3 separate regions of the Gossypium hirsutum genome follow, and all the other regions are linked to region 1. A link is a contact called in public Hi-C data. All regions are on one chromosome and are shown on one strand. The core of a region is the stretch at or near the end of the contact, and the rest is flanking DNA. Distances in the headings are between cores, read along the strand shown. Region 1 overlaps LOC107901016 (DNA cross-link repair protein SNM1). Region 2 has its middle 15 kb from the start of LOC107901014. Region 3 has its middle 21 kb from the start of LOC121219016.

The links. A called contact is a pair of places that touch in the nucleus more often than the background predicts.
Region 2: a contact with region 1 is called in a Hi-C map of leaf, with 2.7 times the contacts expected there. The contact joins two enhancer-like sites. A contact is called at or near these places in 3 of 34 Hi-C or Micro-C datasets (all in leaf).
Region 3: a Hi-C map of leaf shows a contact between it and region 1, with 3 times the contacts expected there. The contact joins two enhancer-like sites. A contact is called at or near these places in 2 of 34 Hi-C or Micro-C datasets (callus and leaf).

What each region holds. Positions count from the first base shown.
Region 1 is chrD06:16,205,449-16,210,188 of Gossypium_hirsutum_v2.1, forward strand. It overlaps LOC107901016 (DNA cross-link repair protein SNM1), which reads left to right. Exons shown (of 10, transcript XM_041095739.1): 10 at 355-2,267. The coding sequence ends at 499. Among protein-coding and RNA genes, the nearest start is that of LOC107901016, 8.0 kb to the left of the region's middle. Within about 2 kb of position 1,878, at least 7 of the 9 cell types and tissues checked have an H3K27ac peak or open chromatin away from gene starts, as enhancers often do. A contact at or near this core is called in leaf, where this site is marked.
Region 2 is chrD06:16,397,832-16,402,663 of Gossypium_hirsutum_v2.1, forward strand. It overlaps the pseudogene LOC107899933. Among protein-coding and RNA genes, the nearest start is that of LOC107901014, 15 kb to the left of the region's middle. Within about 2 kb of position 3,185, at least 3 of the 9 cell types and tissues checked have an H3K27ac peak or open chromatin away from gene starts, as enhancers often do. A contact at or near this core is called in leaf, where this site is marked.
Region 3 is chrD06:16,423,271-16,427,794 of Gossypium_hirsutum_v2.1, forward strand. No RefSeq gene overlaps it. Among protein-coding and RNA genes, the nearest start is that of LOC121219016, 21 kb to the right of the region's middle. Within about 2 kb of position 2,416, at least 4 of the 9 cell types and tissues checked have an H3K27ac peak or open chromatin away from gene starts, as enhancers often do. A contact at or near this core is called in leaf, where this site is marked.

The DNA.
Region 1 (4,740 bases), core at 628-3,127:
AATTAAAAAAAAATGTTTATAAAAGAGCCTGCACTGGGGCATGTGTTTTATGTGATGTTTGAGCAATTTTGAAGCTTTCAGGTATTAATTTAGGTTTGCAATGGGGTTTGATTTCAGCCTTAGGTTTAACCTAATTTTTCATGAGATATGTATGGAGTCACCTTTGTTACTGGACTAGGATGCGGATCTTAATTTTTAAAAGTTTTTCATATATTTAGAGTATCATACTTTTAACTCGTGTGATCATAAGATGTGTATCGGATATGAGTACTTTAGATAAAATGAATCTGAGCCAGACCAAATATAGGGTCTGATTAAAATTTTGAGTAGAGACTTACTGATGCTATTTTCCAGGTACGAAGTACCATATAGTGAGCATAGCAGCTTCACTGAGCTCAGAGAATTTGTGAAACTTGTATCTCCAGAAAACATAATACCAAGTGTAAATAACGAGGGACCAGATTCTGCTAAAGCCATGATATCCCATTTGCTACCTTGATTTGTTCTCTACTTGATCTCTCAAGTAGCAGCACTATATCTTTTGCTCTGGTTGCTGCAGTCGCACAGTTACAAAGAGATGGAATGGGTTGAACATCCGATTTCACCCCTGTTATTATTGGTTTTCAAGGCATGGTGCAAGGTAAAACTAATTTATTTCTTGAACTCATTAAATTGTTTAAGCATGTCTTATAGTTCAAGAATCACACGCTTAAATGCAAATAAATTATTAAAAAAATAGAAAAAATAAAATAGAAAAGAAATTTTAATCACCGATTCAACTTGTCTATATTAATTCATAGGTCAATCAATCTAATCAGATTGATATCATAACCGAATCTTGATTCAACTAATTTAACAGGTTGATTTGGTTTAATTTAAACAACTTTGACTTCTGGTAAATTTGGATGGACGATTGAGTGCGATGTGGTGTGTTTAGCTTATTTTTTATCTTACGTTACAGTATTGTTACAATATTTAATCTTACCGTTATTGTTGTTTTTACACCAACCATAATTAAATGCACTATTTATCCAAATCCACCATTAATTGGCAGTAAAAATTAGAAAACCCCTATCTCTCTGATAAGATGGAATGATTGCATTGCATTGCCTGTTTTGACTTCTAATATGGATACCTATAAAATAAACCATTATCAGCTATGATTTATGGTATTTATATACTATAGGTAAGCTACATTTTTGGTCTCTTTAAAATAAAGTTTGTTTTATTTTTATCATTTGAATTTTTTTCAATTTAATTACTTTAATTAAAATAATTATCCAAATTTCATTAAAATTTTTGTTAATCATTAACGGGATATCAATAATCTTCTCTCAATTGAAAACCTTGGCCTCTCATTTGTGTCGCCAATGCCATCGTTGCTTAAGCTTTAGCATGGTAGTTTGGCCTTTGATTACCTTTTTCGATCGTGCTCATCGCTAGGAAAGAGTGAAAATCGTTGATTTTGCTCTAACTCTTTCCTTTTCACTCTATTATCTTAAACCCTTTGAATTTACCCAAAACCTATTGTCTTTTTGATGAACAATTGACAAAATCAATGCTTTGAGAATGGATTTTTTTGGAATCTTTGAGTGATTACTATTGTTCCTTTCAAACCCTTTAAATTTTTTTAACCGATTCAATCAAGAACGAACTTGTTAGAACAAGAGCTCATTAGAAAGTACCAAAATGACACTGTTTTGGTCGAGAACATAAATCAATTCAATGGGGGAAACAAAAATGGAAACGGTGCGGAGAAGAGAAATGTTTTGGGAAAGAGAAGGGAAGGATTTAATTGAGGTTTGGTTAGGGTTTATGGAGAGTAAAAAGAGGGATCTGCCTTGTGTGTTGGCGTAAAGAGTGGAATGGGAAAGACGGAAGAGCAAATTGAAAGGTGTTTGGCGGGGAGGTCGAAGAGAGCCAAAGGCTCGACAATGATTCAAGACTTGGGCTTTGCCACTGGGGGAAAAAAGAATGGGATAGCAAAAGCAATGTTAATTAAGGGATATTGAAAAAGGTTACCATTGAAGTTACTTTCGGCTAAGCTTGGAAACAAAAAGGAAAGAAAATGATAACTAAATGACGGTGCTGGAGCTTAGGCAGTGGTGGAATCGGCGGCCCAAAGGGGAGGCCAGGATTTTTCGTTAATGATTAATTGAATTTTTAAGTAATTACAATTATTTTAATTAGAATGATAGAATTAAAAAAAATTAAAGTGACCATGAGTGTAATTTATCGTATATTACATCACATTACATTAATTATTCATGATAGTTTTCAAAATGTATTAATAGTTTTATAGGTGTGCATTTGATTCAAAGAATATAATATTTTGTTGGATTAATAAGATTATCTTATTTGGATTTTAAACATTACTTTGAATTACTAATTTTGTATTTTTAATTTTGATGTTTTTTGGTGTATTGCTTTGGGTTTATATATATATATTTATAGTCTAATTTTTAGTTCTTAATAAATTATATGTATGCAAATATATCCATATAAATATATTTACATTCAAATATAAGTTTTAAAATTATTAATTTCTTTCAATAACTTATTTTAATAATTATATTTTAACTTTAAATGTAATTATAAAAAAAGTTAAGTTTGAAGTATTAAAATTTTTTACTAACCGGTATAGGTTAGTACACATCGGTATTGATCAAAATGGGTCGAAACATATTAAAATGCACTGAAATCTTCAATGAAATAAAACCTAAATTACTTGATACAGGTTGAGAATTGACACGATATATACCGACACAATATTGACATAATAATTTTCAAACCATTTCTAATTGAATTGGCTCCATATTATTTCATTATACCAACTTAATTTGGGGTTTATAATAGAATTATAATAGTAAAGAAATTATGCCTACTCAACTTGTTTTCAAACCTCCTTTTATGTCATTTTGTTGTGCTTAATAGTTAGTTTAGCATTGTGTTCTAAAGGAGAGTTTTTTAAAAATGCTTTTAAGAAGTGTCATTTAAGATTTTATGCGTTTAACATAACTATTAAAAAGTGTTGTAAAAAGTTAAAATGTTCGTTTTAGATATAATGTAATAAAGTAAAAGTAGCTAATTTAAATAACTTTTAAATTTGTTAATATTATGATGTATGGAATATAAAATTTAAATACTTTTGAGCAATTAATACAAATTTTTGTAAAATTTAATTTAAATATATAAATCATATTTTAGATATTAATATGATGGAATAATTGACTTAAATACAAAGTATCATTAATTTATTATATCTTTATTATTGCTAATTCCTTTGTCATGTGTGTTACACATGGTTTTACGTGCTTTTTTAATCCATTAAATAATATATTTTTATAATTTAAAAAACATATTTACTAATTAAATTAGAGTTGATCTAATTTATAAAAAAAACTAATAAATTTGAAAATCAATTGAGAGGATAAAATAGCATTTTAAAAGTAATGAAAAAAGAAGAAGTAAAAACGTATAGTAAAATATCAAGTAATTAGATAAAATAACTTGTTATTTGAATGAGTAAAAATTTTACTTACAAAGAATCATTAGATTAATACTCCATTGCCTTTTACATAAAATTTCAAAACAAAATGGTAAAGAACATTAACTATTGTGTAAGTATTATTAGAATCAATAACAACAAAACTATTGAATATCAAATAATAATGAAAACCATACCTTTTTTCGTGATGGAAATAGAATTCCAATAATTCTTTAGATGTTAGTTGAATGAAAATGCTTTGCTAATGCATATATTTATAGTGCTAAATATTAATTTTAATTGGTATATAATTGTAACACTAATTAAGTGATAATTAATCTAAAATAACAGCGTAGTTTAGTACAGATTCAAAGTATAATTAAGTGATAGTAACTATTTCTCTAATAATAAAAATTTTATTAATAAAATAATTATAATTATTAATAATTTGTTATGAAATATCTCTTAGTTTTATATTGAAGATTTAATAAAAATATTATTAATAAAATAATTATGATCATATTTAAAATAAAATAAAATAAAATAATTTAATTTTAATATTTAATTAAAAACTTGGATTTTTATTTTTTTAAATTATCCAATTATATTTAATAATTTTATAGATTTACAATTTTATTAATTTAATAATATATTATACTATTTTTATGTAGAACTTTTAAAATATATGACCAAATTAATTAATTTCATATTAATATACAATCATATTAATTATTATTATTATTATTATTATTATTACACAACAACACTAATGAATTATTTTTAATGTCAATTTAGTAATATAATTAACAATAAAGGATTTCCTCATCAGTTTAAAAGTTTTCTAAACTCATGCTTTTATATATATATTATAGATTACCAAGACACCTTATTTGCATTATTATGGTATTGAAAAATAGTCAACTTAAATTATAATAAAAATATAAAAATTAATAATTTATGATAATTTATTGCTAATATTGTGATATATAAAATATAAATTTTAAATATTTTAAATTAATTAATATAAATTATTTATAAATTTTATTTAAATTTATAAATTTTATTTATGATTTATTATTAATAAAAAAATATGTTTATAATTTATCACCCAAACTAATCTTTGAAAAGTTGAAATCTTCTATAAGAAAAGGAAAGCAATAATTTTTTATTATCTATTTAGAATTGTTATCACCCTTATTCACTTTAAATCTTTATCAAATATTTTTAAATATAATGTATGGAGTGTGCCTCGC
Region 2 (4,832 bases), core at 1,935-4,434, 190 kb after region 1:
TATTGAAAGAATTATTACGGTATTGAAAAGCAATTGATCAAATGTTTAAGAAATTTAGTCATGGTATATATATATGTGTGTGTGGTAATTTTGATATATGGATGTATTTTGGTTGTGGATTGATCATGATGATAAAGGTTAGGTATAATTGGTCTATTAAGTGACATAATTGGGAAGTATGATAGGTGGGTCATTCTATGTGTGAGATGATGGTATAATTTGGCTTGGTTAAGTAAGTTAAAAGGATGATTACATCATTGAGGTTGCACTGATTAATTCAGTTTATGTGATGGAAATGTCAAGTACGTTTGTCTTTGATGCGTGATGATTATTTAATGCCATGAGAATTTGTTTATTAGTGAGGTTTAAAATGTATCTATATTTTGTCATATAACTTGTTTTGTAATTTATTTGACAAATGATAAAAATTCACTCTGTTACTATGTGAGGTGAATTATGATTTGGGTAGCACATCCATATTTTGCAATAATAGATAAAATATATTTATGTCATGGGTGAATGGTTAAACACTTGGGCTAGTATAAGGTGTATATTTAGTAAGGTTAGTTGGTAATGAAGTAACATGTTTTGGTTTAACATCGAATAGAGAAAATTTGTACTATCTTTGTGACCAATATTGATAGTTGTATGGGAGATGAATGGATAACGTATATGTGACACTTAGCTTATGAGATATTGAGTAATTGATATATTACAATAGTTAAATAGGAAAATGTGACGACATGAGAATATGTAATGATACGGATCAATTCAGGTACTCGTGATGAATTCAACAAGTAAGTGAAAAATTTATAAATTCATACGACGAGGAAGTGAAAGATTGTGAGTATATTGGGCCACATAAACCCTAATTAGTGAATCAAGAATAACAATTTGCAAGTTTTAGTTTAGATAAAATTTTACAACTCAGTTAATATGGTTAAAAGTGTATGTGTTCTGGTAATACGTCGTACCCTATTCCGGCATCGAATACGGGTAAGGGGGTTACATTCCTTCCCGAATCTCCCCACTTTCTCTTTTTCCTTTACTCAAAATTAATCTAAAAGCTTGTACTTCGTCTACTAGTTAAATAATCAGTCTATGTAAATGTAACATTAAGTATAAATAATAAGATTTGTTAACTCGACTCGACTCGAAATTTTTTGACTCGATTCAACTCAATTAAAAAAAATTCAAATTGAGTTCGGTTGCTAAAATAGGATTCGTCAACTCAACTAACTCAAAATTTTTTGACTCGATTCGACTCGATCGAATACTCACTCCTAAACAAAAATCAAATGTGCACAACAAGACAACATTTAGATCCACAATTCCCACAATCCACTACTGGTGTACTCAAACGGAAGAACTTAACACACAAACTTACCTAAAGAAACATTGATTGGCTGGTTCTTCACAACAACCACCCCCAAATATAAAGACTACAACTTAAACTTCGCCTAAAAAGTGAATCATAACAAACTTACCTATAAATCAAACAGTCCGCCACATACATGGCGCACAACCAATACAAATACCTCTCTGGCGGATAGAATATAAATAAGTCTTACCTTGACTTAAATCTTAACTTAACTTTTAGCCTATACAAATCATCAACAAGACTACGCCGGGCGGTATATTACAATTATAATAAATATTTATTATTAAAATATTAATATTGAATATTTTTCAATATTATTTAAAATTATTATTTTTTAAATTTATTATTAAAATAAAATTTAAATATTAAACAATTTATTATATGATTAGATATGGATAATTAAATATGTATATTTAATAATATTGAAAATTATAGTATTTTATTAATTTTAAATATTTTTAAAATAAAAAAATTATTATTAATATAATAATATTAAGCTCGATTTAAGTTAATTTTTAATATAAAAATAAAATTACCTATAAATGAGCTCTTTATTGGAAAATGACCTTCATTTTCCGTGACCAAACTATTTTTCATGAAACATACATAGGAAAATGCAAAAAAATAATTTTCAGAAATTATTTTCAATGAAACTAACGGAGTCTAAGTTTTAATTAATAAAATACCTTTTTTAGATAAAAAACCCATAATATCATAAGAAATAAAATGTTCCAAACCACAGCTTTGATCATAATTTAGTGTATAATTTACCAGCTGATGATGATAAACGAAAGAAACCCTGTTCAAAGTTTGAATTAGACCAGATTTCATTGAATTCAATACTTTTAGGCAGTTAAAAACCTTTCAATTGCACCACCAAGTTGGTCTGCCCATTAACTATACTCTACCCACCATCTTACATTAATATTATTATATATATGCATATATATATATATAGGCCTGGATCTTCACCATCCTAGCGATTAATCCTGGCTTTAACATGGCTAGAAATGAGCAAGATCTCGTCACCAGAGATTGTGAACTGTGGGATCAAGTCCTCCGGGCCTAATTCCGGTTCCTTAACCTTTTCTGTCAGGGTTCAAAGGCGTATCCCGGATTTCCTTCAGTCAGTGAGCTTGAAGTATGTGAAGTTAGGGTACCATTATCTGATCAATCGTGGGATTTACTTGGCTACCATACCAGTTTTGGTGCTTGTTTTTAGTGCGGAGGTGGGAAGCCTTAGTAGGGAAGAGCTACGGAAAAAGCTATCGGAAGATGCTTGCTATGATCTTGCCACAGTCCTCTCTTTTTTCACCGTCTTTGTATTCACCATTTCTGTTTACTTTATGTCAGGGCCTCGCTCCATTTATCTGATTGACTTTGCATGTTTTCGTCCTCACGATGACTTAAAGGTTAAGAACTTTTCATGCATGAATGAAAATATACTTGCATTTCTTGCTATACGAGAAACAATTCATTTACGTATACCCTATTCATATTACATTTCAGGTGACCAAGGAGCAGTTTATTGAAATGGCAAGAGCATCAGGCAAGTTTGATGAGGCTAGTCTTCAATTCCAGAAAAGGATTGTGAAATCATCGGGAGTTGGGGATGAAACTTACCTTCCCAAGGCAGTGATGTCTGATGAGAACAGTGCAACCATGAAAGAAGGTCGCTTGGAAGCCTCAACTGTGATGTTTGGGGCACTCGATGAGCTCTTTGAGAAGACAATCTTGGTGGGATGGGCTGCAGTGCTGGGCTCATAGCAGTGGACTTGTCTAGAGACATGTTGCAAGCGAACCCGAACAACTATGCTGTTGTAGTGAACACAGAGATGGTTGGTTACAATTGGTACCCAGGGCGGGACCGGTCTATGCTTGTTCCGAATTGCTTTTTCAGGATAGGATGCTCCGCAGTCCTTTTGTCGAACTGCCGCCGTGACTATCCCCGTGTCAAGTACAGTCTCGAACACCTTGTACGGACACATAAAGGTGCTGATGATCGCAGCTTCAGGTTTTTTTCCTAGTGTTTTCTTCCACCATTCATGTCTTGATTGCTTAACTTCTTGTGATCAGTTTAATGCTACATTATAGCTTGGTAGATAGATGAATAAGGGTCTTATAAATTTGTATTATATGTTTACAATAGTCACGTTTATGTATATGTTCACATACTTTGTTTCAAAGGAGCAAAACATTTTCCCCTTTCTTGATTCCCTTTTTTGGAAACTTCCCAACTAGTTTCCCAGCCATTGATTACACCTTAGACTTTATGGAGGTGGTCCAGGGATTTAATAGATAGGCTCCATAGCTCATTCCATAGTGGTTATAACTTATAGGTACTTGAAATGTTGGGAACTTCAATAATAGGTTAAAATCTTTTAGTCTTTAGCTATATCTCAACCCAAGTTTAAACTCTTTAAATTAAGGTATTGTAAACTCTTAATCTCCATAAAATCAAATCACTGAATTTATGTTATCTATCCTGTAGAGCCCAATTTTTGCCTGGGCTAGGGAAACAGAAACAAACTCAAAATAAATTAAACCCAAACAGTCCAAAGCACACTTAATAGGCCCAATAGTAAAAAAACCCTAAGTTCAATAACCAGCCCACAAACTAAAAAACATTTTCAGCAAAATGAGAGGCAAAAACCCTAGGTGCGCCGCACCTAGGTTCACCCCCAGCGCCGCACATGGCCTTCTCGCGTGCCCTTCGCGCTGCCGCACGCCAGCGCCCCAACCACGCACATCTGACGCTGCTCTGTCACCTGTAAAAGACAACCAAGAAAACAGCAAATAGAGAAAACAAATAGAAGACGACAAAAAATAGAGATTAACAGTTGTAATCGGCCATAAAAGGCCAAAGATCATCACTGTAATGTTTTCTTCTTCCTCTTTCAGGAACATTAAATAAAAAAATGAAAAGAGAGCAGTTTTGAGGGTTTTTTTTTACTTTCTTTGTTCGAATCTTTTTATTTTATTTTCTTTTTTCTACTTACTAAATAACAAGCAAAGAGGGGGAAGGGAAACTCACCGGGGTTGGCCGTGACCGCGCCGCCAGAGGGTCTCTCCTCCGTCGTCCGATTCGGGTCTAAAGGTGTCGACGGTCTCCCTTTCGGTTCATTTCTCGTGGGTTGAGAGAGCTTGGCTCTCAAGGACACCGCAAAAGGGGTTAAAAACCCATTCTTTCGCCACTGCCCATCGACCATGGTGGCGGCGAGGTCTGTTGATCGGAAAAAGTGAGGAGAGAGGGGAGAAACGGAGAGTTTTAGTTTTTTTTTAGGTTTTTTTTAACAGAAATGAGGACTTTTAAAAAAAATTAGGCTTTTATAGCAATCGACGCCGTTTTGCAACTGAAGGTCAGGTGCCGAAACGACGTTGTTTTGGCCCTGACCAGCGCGCATGACCCGACCCGCCAGAGGATCCGCGTGTTTTGCTTGGAGGGGCTAAT
Region 3 (4,524 bases), core at 1,166-3,665, 220 kb after region 1:
GTAGTCATTTTGACTCAGCCCCACAATACTTCAAATATCTCAAGATCGGTAACTCTTTAGTTTTTATAGTTTCCTTTGTAAAAAAATAGACTCTTCAAGCTTTAATGACATAATTTACTCAGCTTCTAATTCAACTCCTACAAATTATGGCGATTTTCCAAAATCACCTTACTGCTGCTGTCCCCAAGCAGATTATTACCAAATCAAATACTAACATTTGCATTTCACCTTAATAGCTAGCTTAGCAAACCTTAATTTAACATATAATTCACACATATCACATTCCAAGCATTCACTCTATTCTATCACTTAAGGTACAAACATTACTCAATAACTTCCTAATTCAAGTACACATTCGGCCTTGGTACATAATAAGGTAGTCGATTCCTTTCCCTTTAGCACCCATTGCTCACATATGATTATTTGTATAGCTCAAACACTCATCTATCTTTGCTCATCTAAATTTACCATGAAACAACAAAATTTACCATTGTCAAATACCATAGCCGAATGTCATTAAACCTAAACCACCATGAAAATTTTACTTATCACCTCATACCTTATTATCAAATTGAACTAATTATGCTTATAAAAATAATATCAAAACCGAAACCTTTTGATAATTAAGCCTCTAATTATTTATTACAATTACTCAAACGAAATTTTCTCACATTTAACACTTATATACCAATCAATTGTTGAAGACAAACAAAATCTCATTTCCTCCCTTGACAACCACAACCGAAAGCTCAAACCAACATCTAAAATTCCAAGTTTTCAAATGGGCTAATATGGAACTAGCTAATTGACTTAAACTAAACTTAAAATTTCAAAAACTAGCAAAATTTTTACTAACCTTCTCAAGCTTCAAGTGACCGAATGTTTCCCTCCTATCTTCCTCTTTACAATCGGCCAAGAAGAACCAAGGATACAAGCTTTGTTTTCATTACCTTTCTTTTTTTCTTTTATTCTTTCTTTTATTTATTATACTCCAATAACCCAATTTCTTATTATAATATCAAATTCAACAAATATATTGCCCATCATCAATCCATCTTGGCCGGCCACTATAAGGGAATTGGGCAATTTGACATGCAAGTCCACCCTTGTTTTGACATGCACTAATAAGCCCTTTAAAATTAGCCTATCATATTTCACCATGTCTCATGTTGATCCCTATTTAATAATTCCTCATGCAATTGGCAAAATTAGGGAATGAAACTTCCACATATGCATGTACACACACATAATAAACATAGAATATAGCAATTAATTATTTTTATAACTCGGTTTTGTGGTCCCGAAACCACTTCCCGACTAGGGTCACATTAGGGCTGTCACAATTTTGTATGATTTGTCTACCGCTTGCATTGGTTTTCTTATGATTGAACTCACATTGAGCTTCTTAAGCTCACTCCCCCATTATTTCTATATTTACAGATAACCCACCAGGTTATGACATGGACTCCGCATACGAAAGGCTCGGCTCGAATTGATCTTTTTTATTAAAAAGTATTTTAGATTTACTACTTAAAATTTCTGTTATTTTGGAATTGTATCGCTTTATTTGAATTGTGGCATGGGACTATGATTTTGAGTTTATTTAGTATGCATGATATTTAATTCAAATTTAGGATATTGAAACATGAATTTTAAATTAATTATGCATAAAATAATTCTAATTTTACTTAATTAAAACTAAGTTGAATATCACTTTTCCGCTACTAGATTATAAATAAAATTTGAGTAATAAATAAAATGGAAATTAACTAAGTTTTCCTCTAAAATAAACAAATGCTTAAAATGTCTGTTTTATAAACTCCGTTAACTTACTGATAATTTTGGTGGCCAATGTAATCTTCTGAATTCGGACTTAACGTCTAGATCAGATTATGAAAGTTACAAATTTTAAATAAAAATTATATACCAAAAAATGAATTAATATCAATAATGTTAATATAAAAATTCAAACCCATGCATCACATGGACCAAAAACTAGTAATGTTTGTTTATAAAATTATATAAGAGCATTAGGCTGGATTTGATTCTTGAAAATATTTTCTATTTTCATTTTTAAAAATAATTTTAATTTTATTTTTTGTACTTTTGGAAATTGAAAAACATGTTTGGTAATCAATAATGAAACTTTCCTTTCAAAGTTCTAGGAAATTTTAGTTAAGCCTCCTTAAATTTTTGAAAATTTTTATTAATTTTATAAAAAGGTTAATTAGACCTCAAAATTTTTTTTAAAAAAAATCTCATTTAACTCCTAATTTTAAAAAAAATTTTACTAGACCTCAGAACATAATTCTTGGATCAAATGTTATTTTGATCTCGAGGATGCTTTCTTGCAGTGATGGATCCTAGGCCCATAAGGATTTTTGACGCCTAACTAAAATTTATTAAAACTTTCAAAATTTCCCATATTTTTGAGGCTAGGCCCATAAGGATCCGCCCTTGCTGTCTTGCTTTTCAGGGCACTTTGATGGCTTTCTTTCTCTGCTGTCTTCTTCCTGTTTGGGAGTTTGTTCTGTCGTCTTATGAATTATGAAATAAAATCATTCTTTATGAAAAGAGGCAAGGGCTTGTCTCGTCAAAAAAAAAAAAAAAAAATCCACAATCCTCAACAACCATTATTTACTGCCCTTTTTCCATCTTCTCCATGACTACTGCGTATGTACAAAATTTTATTTTTTACCAAACAATTAAATACTGTGGGTTTTCTCTTTTCTTTTTTCAATTAATAATAAAGTATTTGACATTGTAAATAAACCTTTTTTTTCTTTTAAATTAGTAAAAATGGTGGAAACCTTCAGAAGACTGGAAAATCTCCGCGTATGACGTAAAGCTCAGTCCAAAACCATGCATGACCCTAATAATATTATACATGCTATATCTAAATATCATAACCTTATAATTAATTAACTAGGCTAAATATTACTAGTCGTGGAAGTGGAGCTTTACTTTTTTAAAAGGCTTCAAGTTTACTAAAGTATTAGATTTTAAAGACCTTAAATTGAAGTGGTGGCACTTCTTCAACCACCCCATAAAATGTTTTTCTACTTATGCGGAGTGCTTAATCAAAAGTATGTACTCACTTCAACAAATATAAAAGTGAACATATCGTGATAATTTTCTTTATTGTTGTACTTTGAAGATATAATACTCTCACCACTAAATTCATCATTTTTGAATTCAACAAGTAAAATCATAACACAAGATTTTACTATCAAATTGTACTCACACAATAATATTATGAAAAGAACATATTAAGTGCTTAACTCTTAGTACAATCACCTATTCAAGACTCTCAAATATGTAGACTTAATTTCAAGACTTGCTTACATATGAAGATATCTATATCGATCCCACTAAAGCAACAACAAAATAAGTTTAATACATTATAATAATATCAAACACTGTAAATATAGACTCTTGACAACTAAAATCATGATCCAACAAATTATCTTGCGTAATTTAATATCAATCCAACCAATATAAAATTCTCGAAGTAATATAATTTTTTTTATAATGGCTAAATACCAACCATATAATTAATATAGTCCAATAAATTGTTAATACCTTAAATATGGAAATTGTGTCTTTAAAGATTTGATGTTGGTGAGGGGAGTAGGCACTCCCTCTATCACCAAACTTACCAATTTCATATTTTTCAAAAAAATTAATATTTGATTTAATTAATAACTCTAATCAGGGGAAGAAAACCAAGAAAGAATTTTTATATATATTTGATTTGAGTAATTAAGTTGTGGAAATTCAAATTAAGGAAAGTTATATTTTGTTTTTTACCGAAGAAGTCTTTTGTTGCTTATGTATATGAGTTGAGGTCTTCCTTTTGATAATAATGAATAATGAAGCGTGTGTGTCCCCAAAGAAGTTAGGATTTAATAAAATGTGACGTGATGCACGCACCGCATTGAGCCAGTGTGGTGCTGGGAAACTGCAGTTTTGACAACTGCCACATGCTTCAATTTCTCACCCCTCCCCTCTTTTTCTTCTATCTTCTTTCTATTTTATTTCTTAATTAAGGTTTAAATAATTTCCAACTCACTACCGTTTTTATTTTGGTATTAATTTATCTATATTTTAAAAATATTTATATATTATTTACGTATTACATGCATATAAATATATTTTAAAATTATTAATTACGTTGACTAATTTAATTAAATGTTTATATTTTATTTTAAAAATAGTTAAGATAAAAATATTAAAAATTAATTTAAAATATCAAAATCTTCTACAGGGTTGATTTAAAAACTAGGTTTGATGCTTTTATTTTCACCAATTTAGTCATTTTGATCTTTTTTTTTCATTTTAAAATTATAAAAATCTATTTGGTAACATTATTTATGAATTTTCGTTAATTTTGAATATGTTACATTTTAATATTGATTTAAAAAATTAATTTTAATTGATAAAGTAGGTTCAAATTTAGAAGAAGTCAATTAATATTATTATTAATTGAATTTTAAATTTTAAATTTCAAAAGTAGGAACAAGT